Linked DNA regions of Mus musculus: regions 2, 3 and 4 are each linked to region 1. The links are chromatin contacts, called in public Hi-C and promoter capture Hi-C maps. All regions are on one chromosome and are shown on one strand. The core of a region is the stretch at or near the end of the contact, and the rest is flanking DNA. Distances in the headings are between cores, read along the strand shown. Region 1 holds the start of Cyp27a1 (cytochrome P450, family 27, subfamily a, polypeptide 1). Region 2 holds the start of Arpc2 (actin related protein 2/3 complex, subunit 2). Region 3 holds the start of Abcb6 (ATP-binding cassette, sub-family B (MDR/TAP), member 6). Region 4 holds the start of Tmbim1 (transmembrane BAX inhibitor motif containing 1).

Region 1 (3,646 bases), core at 797-3,296:
CTGTGTGGATGGAGCAGCAGGCAAGTTTTCTTGATGCTCTACATGGGACCTGAGTCTGGTTCCTGGTACTCATGAACTACCTGTAACTCCAGTTCTCACAGATCCTCCTCTGGTCTCTTCATACAAACAGACACGAACACTCAAACACACACACACACACACACACACACACACACACACACACACACACACAGAAATAAAATAAATCATTAAAAAAAAAATCTACTTCTGGGCCATGATGGTCTTTATATACAGAATCCCAGCACTCAGGAGGCTGAGGCAGGAGGAAAGAGTTAAAGCCAATCTAGACTATATAGGAAAACATTGTCTTAGCAAACAGCCAAAACTCTATATATTCACGGGTTTACTTCCCCATTCTCCTTACAAAGCTATCTAGAATTACATCTTGAGCAAATCCCCCTGAGGAAGCTTCAGTCCCTAGACCCTAGGCATCAGGCATTCCCCAGGCCTCTCAATTTCTAGAGGTTGAAATCAAGCTAGAGAACTTAGAGGACCTTTCAACTCCTTTGTTTCTTGGCCTAGAGATTATCAGGTCTGCAGGAAATAGCTCATATTCCCTCTCTCTTTGTGTGTGTCTCTCTATCTCTGTCGTCTCTCTCCCTCTCTCCCTCTACCCTCTCTCCCTCCCTTCCTCCCTCCCCCCTCCCTTCTGTTCTCACTATGTAGCACTGGCTAGCCTATGTAGCATGGGCTAGCCTGTAATTTATACAGATTCTAATGCCTCTCCCTCCTGATTTCTGGGATTAAAGGTAAGTGTTGCGCCACCATGCCAGGCTTCCTGCTTGCTTGCTTGCTTGCTTGCTTGCTTGCTTGCTTGCTTGCTTGCTTGCTTACAATTTGTATTCTTTTTAACTATGCACGTGTGTGTCAGCAGGTATGTGCTCATGAGTGCATGGTCCTGGAAGGGCAGAGACATCAGATTCCCCTGGGTGGTTGTAAACTGACTGACAAGGGTGCTGACTGACTCAGGTCCTCTGGAAAAGAGAGATGTCCTCCTAACCATGGAGCCCTCTCTCCAGTCCCAGGGAATGGTTTGTTTTGCTTTGTTATTTTAAATCATCTCTCAGTACCTCCTGAGTCTGACAGGGATAGCTACACAGACAAACTTTCCTGGCTGCTGGATTTCTCTTTCTCTGTCCCCATCCTCACCCTCCTCTCCGTCTGGCAGGGTGTCGAGGTGCAATTACATCAGAAATTCCTTTGCCTGCTCCCTAATGTGTTTTCTTTCACTCCCTGAGAAGCAATCTTTTTTTGTTTTTTGTTTTTTTCTTCTGTGGACAAATGTGTCCTACAGATTGCAAAGTAGCTTCCAAAGTTAACTCCTTTGGAAGAAGCAGGAGGGGAATGGCATCTCTGAAGTAACAGGGTTCCCCCAACACCGGGCACTGTATACACTAGCATGAGTCATTCTCTCCCAACGCAACCTCTTCCTTTCCCAACTTGTGCCCACCACATTGATGATGATCTCTTGATCGGTGACACCCATCGCCTGTTTTAGCTCAAAGGATTCTCTCTGCACCCTGCATGCCCTTCCAGTTTATGGCTCGAGCCTCAGACAGTGGCGAGCTAAGTTCTATTTACTGTTTATCCCTCTTCTCTCCCATAGCCAGCTTCTTTTTCTGTCCCAGTGCCCAGACCCAGGTGGCGATGCCTCTGTCCGATGGTTACCTGGAGGTCGGGCAAGTGCAGCACATAGCCTTGTAGAAATAGCTGGAATAAAAATTGTAGCGTTCCGGTCCCCGGAAGCTCCGCCGGACTCCGCAGGCGCGGCCGGTCTTGACCTGTTCCTGGACCCTCCGTACTCTCCTGTGCCTGGAGGGCTGCAGGGATCGTGGCCTTGGCTCTGGCCCCTTGTGGGCAGAGGCCACGGCCCACCACACGCGGGTCCAGGAGCGTCCATCTCAGCCTCGTGCGGCTCCACGCAGCCATGGATCGTGCCCGAGAAGCCAAGAGTTTAGATCCAGAGACTATGAGCCCTATCCAGGCAAGGAGGCAGACAGAACTCGGGCTTTGCGACCTGGCGACTTTAAAGGCAGAGGTGGTCCCGGGGCGGGCCAATAGAGGACTAGCCAGATCCTTTCATAACCCCTTCCAATCAGGATCTGTCCTGAACACACAAACGCCGCCTTCTCCAGCTGCAAGACCTCTACTAAGAAGGCAGGCAGAGGTGGACAAGATGAACTAGGGAGCTCTCTGGAGTTAGCAGCCTCCTCATCCACGGACTCTCAAGAACTTCGCTGGCTCTCAGTCGTGAGATGGAGCACAGCAGTCAACTTCCAAGTCCCTCAGGCCCCACCCAGCTAGGCTTGCCTTTGCTTGACCTGCAGAGCGCCATCTCTGGTGTCCCTCACTTTCCAGATGGCCCGGGAACGCGCTGCTGTTCCCCAGAGGCTGAAGCTGATTGTGGACCTGGGACAGCAGTCACGTGAGGCCCAGAGAGGAGGAAAAACAAAACAAATTGCGGTATTAGGGATTTTTTTTTTTTAAGAGTATCATTTCTGCTTTTGAGAACAGATTTGGGGATTTGATTTTGTTTTCTTTTTCCCGTTTTGTTTTGTTTGAAGACGTGTAGGCCAGGCTGGGCTCAATCCTCCACCTTCCTGCCCCAACCTCCAGAGTGCAGGCATTAAGGATTTTGAACCAGTTATGGTTGCGCAAGCCTCTAATTTCAGCATTTGTGAGGCAGAGGCAAGTGAACTCTGTGAGTCCCAGGTCAGCCTGGTCTACATAGCAAGTTCCAGGTCAGCTAGAGGTAGATAATCAAACTCTGTCTCAAAAAACAAAAAACAAAAAACAAAAAACAAAAAAACTAAACTAATAACAACAATTTTTTAAAAAGAGGAAGGGCTGAAGAGATGGCTGCTCTTCCAGAGGGGAAGTTCACAGCCTCCGAAACCCCTCTGTGTGCACCAAGCATGCAAGTGGCACACAGACAATATGCAGGAAACACACCCATACACATACCATAAGTTTTTAAATTTGTATTTTTAAAAAGGACTGCCTACCTACATGGCCTGGCTTCAGACTATTCCAATAAAGCAAAAAGAATAAAATGGGACAGAAAATTTGCCCCAAAGGGGGAAAAATAACCAAGTGTTGTTTCATGAACTGTTTTATGTATATTGGAAGTTTCGTTTTCTTTTGTTGTTGTTGGGTTGTTTGGTTGGTTTGAGACAGGGTTTCTCTGTGTAGCTCCAACTGTCCTGGACCTTGTTCTGTAGACCAGGCTGGAACTCAAGAGACCTGCCTGCTTCTGTCTCTAAGTGCTGGAATTAAAAGTGTGTACCACCGGGCTGGTGAGATGACTCAGTGGGTGAGAGCACCCAACTGCTCTTCCGAAGGTCCCAGCAACCACATGGTGGCTCACAGCCACCCATAATGAGATCTGATGCCCTCTTCTGGTGCGTCTGAAGACAGCTGCAGTGTACTTACATATAATAAGTCAATCAATCAATCAATAAATCTTTTTTAAAAAAAAAAAGTGTGTCCCACCATGCCTGGCTAGAAGTGTAGTTTTCATAAAGTTAAAAACACAGGGCTATAGATGTGGCTCAGAGCACTTGTGGCTGTTGTAGAGGACTTGGGTTTGAGTCCCACCACCTGTATGCTGAATGGACAGGTAGAC
Region 2 (3,646 bases), core at 530-3,029, 480 kb after region 1:
ACCCCCCTCACCCACAGTAAGTGCCCTGTGTTGACTAACTCCAAAACTCAAAATGCAAAGAAGCTGCAGACAAGAAACAAGTGAGGTGCACAAATGCTCAACTGCAGTCCAGGGCAGGAAACAGCATGACACTGAATGCACCAATTCAAGGAATGTCCCATTTTGTTTTGCAGGTAAAATCTGTAACCTTACAAAAGAGACGGAGCAGACAATGTATTCCGAGTAAGTAGTGGGTTCATGCTTTCGATGTCTGTGAACCACAAGTTCATTACAAATGCTTAGAATTAAAGGGGGAGAATGAATGAATTCCCCCTCTCCCAGTCCTCTTCCCTCTGTGGATCGGCAAGCACTTTCCTATTTCTAGTTCCTAGTTCACAGAAAACAGCCTGCACTTATTTCCTAACTGTGAAACCAAAATGTGAAGCCCCACCTTTACCAATGAGGAAATGAGGCAAAGGAATGGCCACAGGCCACCATAAATTAGAACCTAAAACCCAATTCCTCTGCTCAGGTTTTAAATATATTAGAGAGGCAACGCGGCTTTAAGGGAGGAGTTTGCTTTTTTGTGTATGACAGAGAGGGCTGGAAATACGTCCCATATATTAAGATGCTGATGTTATAAATGGTTATCTTAAGAACTTTATAGATTCTGGGAGCAGAAGCAGCTATTAACCCAGTCGGCATTACTACAGAAGAAATCAAAGACCGGGGTCTTTGATAAGAATTTAAGACACACAACCAATAAGTAAATAGAGCAAGCTTGTCTCGAGAGCTAAAGAGAGTGTGGATGGAGAACCGTTGGCTTTGCCTAAAGGATATATAACAAAATGGCTAGTTTCACAGTAGGTTAGAGATTTTTTTTACCCCCCTAGCAGCCTGGGTCTGCTTTCAGTCTTGCCTCCTGCTTTTCCTGGGGTCTCGAGAGATGGGGGTGGGGAAGCAGAATGCTGGTGGCGATCTGGGCCTACACGTTCTTCCCACCTCGCCCTGGGAATTCCTGAAAACTCCATTCAATCCAGCTTCCCCAAAAGGGTCTCTCTGGGTTCGGTACAATGACGGAAAAGACAGAGGGAAGTGCACCCCTCTCTTCCCCCCTGAGGACCGTAGGCTCTCGGGCGTGACTTCTGGCCTCGGCTGCCCTCACGTCCTACAGGTCTCCTGTTCTCTGGCACGCCTTGCCCCTGTCCTCTCGCTGCTTCCGCATCCCTATCTCAGCCTCTCCCCACGCATCTCAGGCCCTCGGCTCACCGCGCCCCGTGGCTTCCCACGTCCATCCTGCCAGGGAAACCCTGAAGCCGCGCCAGGTTCCCGATTTGTCCCCCTCTAGGGCTGGGGAGCTGGACGCCACCCGGGATTTAGCTGGGGTCAACTCGGCCTCCTCCCGGCGTGCGCTTACCCGGCGGCCGCGTTCTCGAACTTGAGCGCGAGCGTCTCCTCGATGATGCGGTTGTTCACCTCCAGCAGGATCATGGCGGCGGCTGCCCCGGGCAGGGGAAGGAGAAACAAGGGCGGTGAGGGTGGGCAATCGAGGGTAGGACGGAGGGAGCGGCCCCGCTGCCCCTGACGAGGGGGGCTGGGTGCGGTAGGTGAGGGGAGAAGGGGACGGGGAGCGGGGTGGGGAGAGGCGGACACACGCGCTGGCCCGGCACGCGCTGCCTGTAGCAGGCAGCCACCACCCGACCGACCTGGCCCCCGAAGCTTCAACCCGCCTGCCGAGCCGCCGCCGCCTCCGCCGCCGCCTTACTTGACGATCCCGGTCCCCGCCCAGCCCCCGGCTCCAGCCGGCCACTTCCGCTCTCACACCCACTTCCGCTCGCCGCCCGCACGCGCGGCCCCGCGGCGCCATTTCCGCTTCGACCTCGCGCGTGCACTCGCCCGCAAGCGCGTCCCGGTGAGGAGGCAGGCAGAGGGCATGCGTGCGCATGCGCCACACGCCGCCCCGCTCCTCCTGACCAGGAGAGTCCTACGCTCACCTGTCATTCCCCGTTGTCCGTACAATCCACCTGCCCCTTTCGCGAATATTCCAGAAGCCTGATTCCACCCTTCCGATATTATTTCAGAAGCCCCCTTAAGAAGCTTGTTTGGGGTGGGGGGGATCCCTTGCTTCCAACTTGTGGGTGCTTTTTGCTCATTCCGTGCTTAGGGCTACCCTGCAGCACCGTTGTGCCTATTCTTCGCCAGCGACTGTTTAGTGGCCATCTCTCCTTCCCAGGGATACAGTGATTAATGCAATAGATGAGGACTTGACCTTCTAAAGCTTATGGTCTGCTAAAAGAAACGCAATAAAAGCCCGGCGTGGTGGCGCACGCCTTTAATCCCAGCACTCAGGAGGCAGAGGCAAGCCTGGTCTACAAAGTGAGTTCCAGGACAGCCAGGGCTATACAGAGAAACCCTGTCTCGAAAAACCAAAACCAAAAAAAAAAAAAAAACAAAAACAAAAAACCAACAACAACAAAAACGCAATAAATTCCACGTTGTTATTGGGCAATAAAGGAAAGGAATCCAGATGGGCCTTAGGGATTCCTGTCATACCTTTATTTCTTTGCTTAAGTGCCGCCACCGCCACCTGTCCTTTCAGCTTGGGTACCATGTTTCCACTTTTTTCTCTTCCAGGAACAATTTTAATTAAGCCTCTTCTCCATGCAATAAAAAAAAAAATTTTGTTTGATATTGATCAGAGGACACCTTTTGGTAGTCAGTTCCCTTCTCTCTCCAACACATGGATCCTGAGAATTGAACTCAGGTCATCGGGCTTAACAACAGGCACAACTTGCTGAGCCACGCCCTGGCCCTGTTTGTCCAGATTTTTGAAAGAGGGACTTGCTCTGTAGCTCTGGCTAGCCTTGAACATGTATTGGTGTCTCCAAGTTCTGGGATTCTCAGTTCACACCAATATGCCTTTCTTACTTCATTTCAGTTGTCTCTAAAAAAATCTTTTTTGCTGCTTGTGGTGAGGCATACTTTTAATCCTAGCACTCGGGAGGTGGAGACAGGCAGATTTCTGTGTGTTCCAGGCCAGTCTGTTCTACACAGCAAGTTCCAAGCAAGCCAGAACTGCATGGTGAGACCTTGTCTCTTGTCTCAAAGCAAATGAACAAATATGGAATTCTAAGATTTATTATTATAGGGAGAGTACATGTGCATCGTGGTTGTTGAGTGGAGGCTGGAGGACAGCTTTTGGACATTGGTTATCTTCTTCCACTGTGGAATCCTGGGATGAAAGTCAGGTCATCAGCCTTGCCTAGCAAGTACTTTACCTGCTGAGCCATCTCTCAAACCCCAAAGCACAAATGTGTATGCTAAGCAATAGAGTCCCACTAGCTTTGCTAAAGATGACACCTACGACGTGTCTAATCTTTGCCTGAGTTATTATTTTTTTTTCAAGAAGTTGACAACAGCATCGTCTTTCTCACACTGAGGCCATAGGCCCCTCAGGTTTAGGCAGGTTTCTGACAGCTGACCTGTCACCTACAGAGGGACAAGACTCCACCCTTAGAAGGTATTTGTGCTGCCCTTTTCTGAGCATGCACAATCTGAAGAGAAGTAAAGTTTGCTTTGGAAAGCACAGCCTACCGGTTCTTACTTGCTTTTTCTTGCTTGAGTCACCTTAGCCCAATCCTTAGACTACTTCCTTCCTTATTCCATA
Region 3 (3,646 bases), core at 645-3,144, 470 kb before region 1:
TTTTTGGTTTATCTAGACAGTGTTTCTCTGTGTAGCCCTGGCTGTCCTGGAACTCACTTTGTAGACCAGGCTGGCCTTGAACTCAGAAATCCACCTGCTTCTGCCTACTGAGGGCTGGGATTAAAGGCGTGAGCCACCACAGCCGGCTGATTCAGACTTCGATGCAGACAAAACACTCATGCACAAATACATTTTTGAAAAGCAAAAAACCCACTTTCTTCTTTTTACTGCTCTGAAGTTCAAGACTTAACTTCCCTAGCTTCCAGCGTTTTCTTTCCTTTATTTCTAGATTCCTCTGGGGCAAGACGATAGCTGAAGACTATCTGTACTACCGGTCTTTCCTTTCCTCCACAGGTATAGGCAAGGCGGTAGCTGGTTCCCATGCTCCAGGATGGAGGTGGCAGCTGCCCTGCCATCCCTTCTGTCTGCCATGAGAGGGACTCTCTGAGTGTCGCCTGGCCCCACGTGTGGTGTTTTGTGTGTTCCTGCCTGGCCAAGGGAGGTGCCAATGCTGGGCTTACCATAGTCCAGGAAGAATATGAGGACTAGGGGCACACAAGAGTCTAGCTTCGTCTCCAGGACTCCCTTGGCTCAGAGTGTGGTGCTAGAAACTGGTCCCCAGCCCAGTCCCAGTACTGCCATCTTTGCATCCACCCCTGCAAGTCTCCAGAGGGCTTCCTGCCACAGAAGTGCTGCCAAGCAGAAGAACCTGTGCCAACTGTGGAGTGGGGAGGCAGGGCCTGAACCCTCAATCCCTGCAGCCTAGCCTCCCCACCCTCCAGAACCTGGAATAGCTGAGCAGCTCAGGCTGTGGCCCTTACCTCCAGTCCTCACCTCAACCTGCGCTGCAGCCTCCCTCCCCCCTGCACATCACTGGCATGTGTGCTGCTTGACCACCCCCCCTTCTGTTCACCTGCCCCCCTTCTGTTTGGCTTTGGCTTTTTGTTGGGGTGAGAGCCCTAGCTCCCAGCTCCCCTCACTATCTTTTGACACTAAGATGGAAGGTTACTAAGTTGCAGGAACAGGATGAAAATTCTTTATTACCCTCTTCAACTTTTAGGACGAGCACTTGGGAGTGTGAGGCCTTCCTGGCTGCTTCTATGTAGTCCTACCACCTGCACAGAGGGGCTGGCAGGGCAGAAGTGTGACCTCAGTTATATATACATCCCAGCTCTGCCCAGTATCCCTCACTTACCAAGAGGAGAATGGAGGGATAATGGACTCACCCTAGCCTAGGGCTTCGACATTGCATGCTGGGATCCAGCTCCTACCCTTCCTGCACTCCCTTCCCCAGTTCTGCTCAGCTCAGCTGTGGGAGGTAAACTTAAGCTGAAGGTGGCGGACTCTACTGTCGCAGGCCACAGCAGACAGGGTGGGAGCCCTGTACAGCTTGATAACCCTTAATAAAGAAGGGACTTTGATCTGGTTGTGGCATCTTTTTTTTTCCCCCACGCAGCAGTTTGGGGGGGGGGGGGGGGGTCTTAGGACTGTAAAAGAGTCCTGGCCGGGAGGCTTGGGAAACAAGTACGCCTGCAGGACCACGGGAACAGAACTAGGACTCAGAGAAGAGCTGTTTCTAGTGTGCTTCAGTAGCTTGATAATGTGTGAAGCCCTGAGTTCGTTCTTTAGCACTATAATAGAGGGAACTGAAGCAGGTTAGAGACCAGGGAGGCCTCGGTGTAATGCCTTTATAAAGGGCGGGGGTGGAGGGTGGGGAGTGCAAATTCGGACGCACTACTCTGTGGAGGTCAAAGTCTCCAGTCAGATTCAGGTTAGAGTTCCCGCCTTGGACATGTGACCCAGTCGGTTCTCAGCCCTATTTGTGTTCCTTACCCTTGGCCAATGGGAACCCTGGATAGATCTGGTGGGCGGGGCCGCTGCCGTAAAGGACCCAACATTTTTGTGCGGCGGCTCCGAGCCTTAGGGTCCCAGCTGCTAGCGAGTGGGAACCGGCAAGCACGGCGTACGTGGCTTGCGTGAGTATGCGTGGTAGCGGCGCGTGCGTGAAGAGAGTGGGCAGTGTAGCAGGTCCACGTGCGTCCCTTCCCGCGACCCAAGCGGCGTAGCTCCATGTCCCAGGACACCCTGGCATCTGCGGCCCTCTCTGAAGGGTCAGCCCGACTCTTTGTGCAGTGACCTCAAGTTCAGCCAGCAGCCACACATCGCCATGGTGACTGTGGGCAACTACTGCGAGACCGAAGGGCCGGCGGGGCCCGCTTGGACTCAGAATGGCTTGAGTCCCTGCTTCTTCTTCACGCTAGTGCCCTCGACACTCCTGACTCTGGGGGTACTGGCCTTGGTGCTGGTTCTTCCCCGCAGGCGTCGGGAGGTGCCTGCTGGCCCAGAAGAGCTGTCTTGGGCGGCTGGCCCTCGGGTGGCCCCATATGTGCTGCAGCTGTTTCTGGCCACACTTCAGATGGCACTGCCCCTGGCTGGTCTGGCTGGCCGAGTGGGCACTGCTCGGGGGGTCCGTCTGCCAGGCTACCTACTGCTGGCTTCTGTGCTGGAGAGTCTGGCCAGCGTCTGTGGCTTGTGGCTGCTCGTGGTGGAACGGAGCCAGGCACGGCAGAGTCTGGCAATGGGCGTCTGGATGAAGTTCAGGCATAGCTTGGGTCTCCTGCTCCTCTGGACTGTGACATTTGCAGCCGAGAACTTGGCCCTAGTATCTTGGAACAGCCCGCAGTGGTGGTGGGCCAGAGCAGATCTGGGCCAGCAGGTAAGGAGCCTTATGGGAAGGAGATACACTGATATTTGACAAGTACTGTGTCAGGACCAACTGGCTCCATGCTTTAGAAAAAAGAATGGAGTGTCTGGCGGTGGCTGGAAGCTGATAGCCAGCTGGTGGGGTTACCCAGCATTGGATGGGGTGTGTCTGTGCTGAGTCATTGTGGGTTTTTTTTTTTTAATTAAAAAAAAAAAAACCTGTTGCTAGGCTCCTGGTAAGCATCTGAGTGTTGTAAGAAGTAATACAATAGGTTTGGGTAGTGGTTCACACCTGTTCTGTCATTGTTTTATTTTTCTGGTTTTTCTTTCTTTTTTTCAAGGTTTATTTATTTTATGTATATGACTACACAGTAGCTGTTTTCAGACACAACAGAAGAGGTCATCAGATGGCATTACAAATGGTTGTGGGAATTGAACTTAGGACCTCTGGAAGAGCAGTCAGTGCTCTTGACCGCTGAGCCATCTCTCCAGCCCCTTCTCTCTTTCATTCTAGGTTCAATTTGGCCTGTGGGTCCTGCGTTATGTGACCTCTGGAGGGCTATTTATCTTGGGGCTCTGGGCCCCAGGACTTCGCCCCCAGTCTTATACTCTACACGTTCATGAAGAAGACCAAGATGTAGGAGGGAACCAGGTATGCCAAGTGTATACACTCCTTTAACCCCAGAGGCAGGCAGATCTCTGTTGAGGTCAAAGCCAGCCTGGTATACAAAGTGAGTTTCAGGACAGCTGAGGCTGTTACACAGAGAAAGCCTCTCTCAAAAACAAAACAACAGAACCAGGTATCCCTAGTTTTCTCAGTCAAGAGTATCTTTTGTGCAGTAGCTTTGTGCAGAACCCAGTACTTTGTGAACATTAAACATGTGTCCACCACCGAGCTACTTCCCAAGCCCCTCTGAATGCTGGGATTTATTATAATTTTGTT
Region 4 (3,646 bases), core at 331-2,830, 410 kb after region 1:
GTATGGTTATGCACACCTTTAATCCCAACACTCAAGAAGCAGAGGTAGGCAGTCTCTCTGAGTTCCAGGGTAGCCTAGTCTCCATACTGAATCCCAAGTCAACTAGAGTTACATGGTGAGACCCTTAAAACAAAACCAAAACCAAATCAAAACACCCCTGTGGTGGTTTGAATGTACTTGGCCCAGGGAGTGGCACTATTTGGAGGTTTGGCCTTGTTAGAGTAGGTGTGGCATTGTTGGAGGAAGTGTGTCACTGTGGGCATGGGCTTTAGGACCTTCATCCTAGCTGCCTGGAAGCCAGTCTTCTAGTGACTTTCAGATGAAGACTTAGAACTCTCAGCTCCTCCTGCACCACGCCTGCCTGGATGCCGCCTTGATGATAATTGCCTGAACCTCTGAACCTGTAAGTCAGCTCCAATTAAATGCTGTCCTTATAAGAGCTGCCTTGGTCATGGTGTTTGTTTACAGCAATAAAACCCTAATTAAGATGACTTTCCAACCTCCTCAAAACTTCACCAAACGATTCCCATGTTGGAACACAGACTTTTGGATAACCTATATTGGTTTTCTCTGACCATGGCCACATATTTGGCTCCTCTTAACCTCTTTGAGGTAAGTTATTTTATTATTAACATTCCCAAAATATCTGGCATTACGGGCACATGCCACTTCCACTGTTTATGCAGTGCTGGAGATGGAACCCAGGACTGCTCGCACCCTAAGCCAGCATACTGCCAACTGCTATAAGATTATTTTTACTTCCCAGTCACACATAGTGAGCTGTTAGTGTAAACACACCATGAGGTTTGCAAAACAGAAATTTCCTAACCTAGCACATCCCTGTCATTAAGTGACACATGACTGATTCCAAGCATAGCTTCGGAGTCTCATGCCTGTGTTTGAAGTTTTACATTTGAAAAGGGCGGTTAGCTTACAAGCACAGAATTCTTAGTCACCACAGACTTTTTTGTGACTTAAATTTTTCTTTTCTTTTTTTTTCTTTCTTTTTTTTGTGACTTAAATTTTTTTTTCACGAAATAAGAAGTTTTAAGAATGAATTGATATAAACATAGCATAGCCATGTGATACAATATTGTGCATCATTGAAACTATTCTTTTGTTGTTTGGTTTTCCTGGCATGGGGATGAAACCCAGCTGGGTCTCTCACATGGAAAGCCAGAGATCTACCACTGACCTACGCCCCTAGACCGAAAGTGCTGAAGATCAGTTAGTGACAAAAAAGAAAAAGAGGGAAAAAAAATCAGTGAAATCTGACTATGTGAAACCAGGGTCAGTAATTGCAACACTTGGGCTGAGGCCGGGTGACAAGTGCTGGAGACCAGCCTGAGGTACATAGCGACATCGCTCTTTTACCCAGAATACAAACAAACAAAAAAACAAACCCAATAACAACTTTTAAGACAACAGGATTAGCTCTAAAGCCCCTAGCGCAAATCGCTGATATGTAGGCACTGATGACGCATAAATAGCACTTCTTACTGGGGTGGAGTCTGGAATTCATGGAAAGAAGTTATTTTTTTCCCAGTGAGTTTGGGTTTTCGCTGCGAACCGGCGTTGCTTCCAGTAAATGTGAACCACTCACACCTGGGTCGTGGTTGAGGTCTGGAGGGGACCCCAGCGCTCCCTGGAGGTCTCGGGGTGCCGGGCGGCTCCTCCCCACTGGCGGCGGAGAGAGACGGGGCGGGGCACGGAGCCCCAGTCCAGCCCGGCCCAGCCCAGTCCTCGCCAGCGCCCGGAGGCCCAGGCGGATCTCACGGTCCGGAACAGCGCAGGCAAGTGAGGGGGCTGCGGCCGTTGGAGGTGGGGACCCGAGACCGGCGGGGAATGGAAGTGGCCTGGGGCGGCGCTGCGCCCAGGCGCCCGAACTTTTCTGGCACGCGCGGGCCGACTCCGGTCGTGCTCCGGAGCCAGGCTAGGGTCCTTTCGTTCTGCCTGTTCCGGTCTTCACTTTCCATGTGCGCCCGGGCAGGACATATGGCCCGGGCTTGTGGCGCAACCGCATTCGGTGCGCACCCGCGAGCTGACCCGCTTCTTGTAGGGTGCTCCTCTCAGTGGCTGAGTGGCTTGTTTGTCTGAGGACGTGTCCCCCACTCCGGGGCCCCAGAGTGGCCGTGCAGCAAGTGAGAATGGAGGCGGTCATGGTCCTCAGCTGGTGGGGAGAGGGAGGGAGGGAGCCAGCCAGAGGCTTGGAACCCACCCGGGGCTGTTCGAGCTTGCCCTGGCGTCACCAGGCTGCGTAAAAACTGGTGATGAGAATCTGTCTAAGGTGGGGGGTGGGAGGAGGGAGCCCTAGCTCAGAGAAGCCAGCGGGCCAACCTAAGGTCTAAAGAAGAAGCCATTCCTACTCCTAACCTGGCCTGCTCCTGTTCCTTTGCTCTGTAATTCAGAAGCCTACCAGAAAGTACAGTCAAGCTGATGAACTGTGGTTGGTTGGTTGGTTGGTTGGTTGGTTGGTTGGTTTATTTATTTATTTATTTATTTATTTATTTATTTATTTGAGACAGTTTCACTCAGTAGCCCAGTCAAGCCTTGAACTTGTTGCCTCAGATCCTTAAGTGCTGGGAGTATTACAGGTGAAAGCTGTCTTGCCTGGCCCTGGTGACCTCTTTAGGTCAGAATAAAAAATAAAAAAAAAAAAAAAAAAAAAAAAGAAACAGGGAAATGGGAAAAGGGAAAGCAGGTTTGGGAGGGCCAGGAGGGAACCAGAAAAGGAGGAAGGAATGGAAGGCTCTCTGCCAAGGCAGAGCCTGGACTGTCTTCACCAGGTCTTGTTCCCCGGGGCATCCTTCCCCAGTCACTCACTCCACTGTGGCCTATGGGTGGTGGTACCCATGGGGCTGAGGGTCAACCTAAACACCGGATAAGTGGGGAGAGCTGTCATGGAAGGTCTGGCAGGTGTCTGGTTCTCTGAGACTCTGAAATATTTATCTCAGTGGTGAGCTTTGGTTTCAAAGCTGGTGTCTTTGGCCTGGCCAGTGGTGGCTGGGCAAGCCAGGTGCTTCTTTGTGCTGCTTTGTCTGCCTTAAACAGGCCACCATACTCCCTCTCCTCTTCACTTGCCTGTTCTTACCTCTCCAGTCATGGGGCCCTGGTCTTGCTTTATAGTTTCAAGGGAGGTGAGACCATTGCTTCAAGGGTCCTGATTTCCTGTCTGACTTCAGGGCTGCTCATGTAAAACTGGGCAGATCAAAGAGGTAATAAAATATTAGTTGGCAAGTAGTTGGAGAAGCTCATGGGCTAGGGTAATAGGCACTTAGGCTCAGCTTCCTCGGTAAGAATGGGGGATCCTCAGATAGAAGCCATCTATAGCAGAGCACCTCCCAACCCAAGACCTCTCACCATGGGCCCTTAAGACAGAGTAAAAGCACCGGGACTGAGGGACTGAGTGTGTGGTGGAGTGGCCTGAGTTATAGGGCAAGTGCCTGCCTCACAAAACAGTAACAACACTGGGGCACGGCACCTCATCCTTCTCAGAAGAAAGGCAAAAGGAGGATTGCAGGCCAGGCTGCAGACCTGGAGCCAACCTGGGCTGCAGAGTGAGACCGTATCTCAACAAGCCAGCGTCGAAGCGAGGTACAAATCTTCAGAGGGCCTTCAGTTCTCTTGGCAATGCTGAACAAGAGCT

Evidence for each region. Promoter capture Hi-C pulls out the DNA fragments that hold promoters and counts their contacts. Hi-C and Micro-C count contacts between places; a contact is called where the count stands out from the background.
Region 2: a contact with region 1 is called in a promoter capture Hi-C map of liver, with 2.9 times the contacts expected there. The contact joins the promoter of Arpc2 here to the promoter of Cyp27a1 in region 1. A contact is called at or near these places in 2 of 39 promoter capture datasets (both in liver) and 1 of 115 datasets of contacts at active chromatin or transcription factors (pancreatic cancer cells).
Region 3: a contact with region 1 is called in a Hi-C map of bone marrow-derived macrophages, with 20 read pairs. The contact joins the promoter of Abcb6 here to the promoter of Cyp27a1 in region 1. A contact is called at or near these places in 4 of 39 promoter capture datasets (the C10 cell line, cranial neural crest, embryonic stem cells and 1 more) and 1 of 484 Hi-C or Micro-C datasets (bone marrow-derived macrophages).
Region 4: a promoter capture Hi-C map of liver shows a contact between it and region 1, with 2.0 times the contacts expected there. The contact joins the promoter of Tmbim1 here to the promoter of Cyp27a1 in region 1. A contact is called at or near these places in 2 of 39 promoter capture datasets (cranial neural crest and liver) and 3 of 115 datasets of contacts at active chromatin or transcription factors (bone marrow-derived macrophages, extraembryonic endoderm stem cells and pancreatic cancer cells).

What each region holds. Positions count from the first base shown.
Region 1 is chr1:74,711,935-74,715,580 of GRCm38.p6, reverse strand. Cyp27a1 (cytochrome P450, family 27, subfamily a, polypeptide 1) reads right to left here and starts at 2,046. Exons shown (of 9, transcript NM_024264.5): 1 at 1,690-2,046. The coding sequence starts at 1,950.
Region 2 is chr1:74,234,650-74,238,295 of GRCm38.p6, reverse strand. Arpc2 (actin related protein 2/3 complex, subunit 2) reads right to left here and starts at 1,779. Exons shown (of 10, transcript NM_029711.2): 1 at 1,397-1,779. The coding sequence starts at 1,470.
Region 3 is chr1:75,178,640-75,182,285 of GRCm38.p6, reverse strand. It overlaps Abcb6 (ATP-binding cassette, sub-family B (MDR/TAP), member 6), which reads left to right and starts at 1,894. Exons shown (of 19, transcript NM_023732.3): 1 at 1,894-2,716; 2 at 3,218-3,355. The coding sequence starts at 2,168. It overlaps Atg9a (autophagy related 9A), which reads left to right. Exons shown (of 16, transcript NM_001288612.1): 16 at 355-1,425. The coding sequence ends at 360.
Region 4 is chr1:74,302,270-74,305,915 of GRCm38.p6, reverse strand. It overlaps Tmbim1 (transmembrane BAX inhibitor motif containing 1), which reads left to right and starts at 1,580. Exons shown (of 12, transcript NM_027154.5): 1 at 1,580-1,793. All of the region lies in intron 2 of Pnkd (paroxysmal nonkinesiogenic dyskinesia), which reads right to left.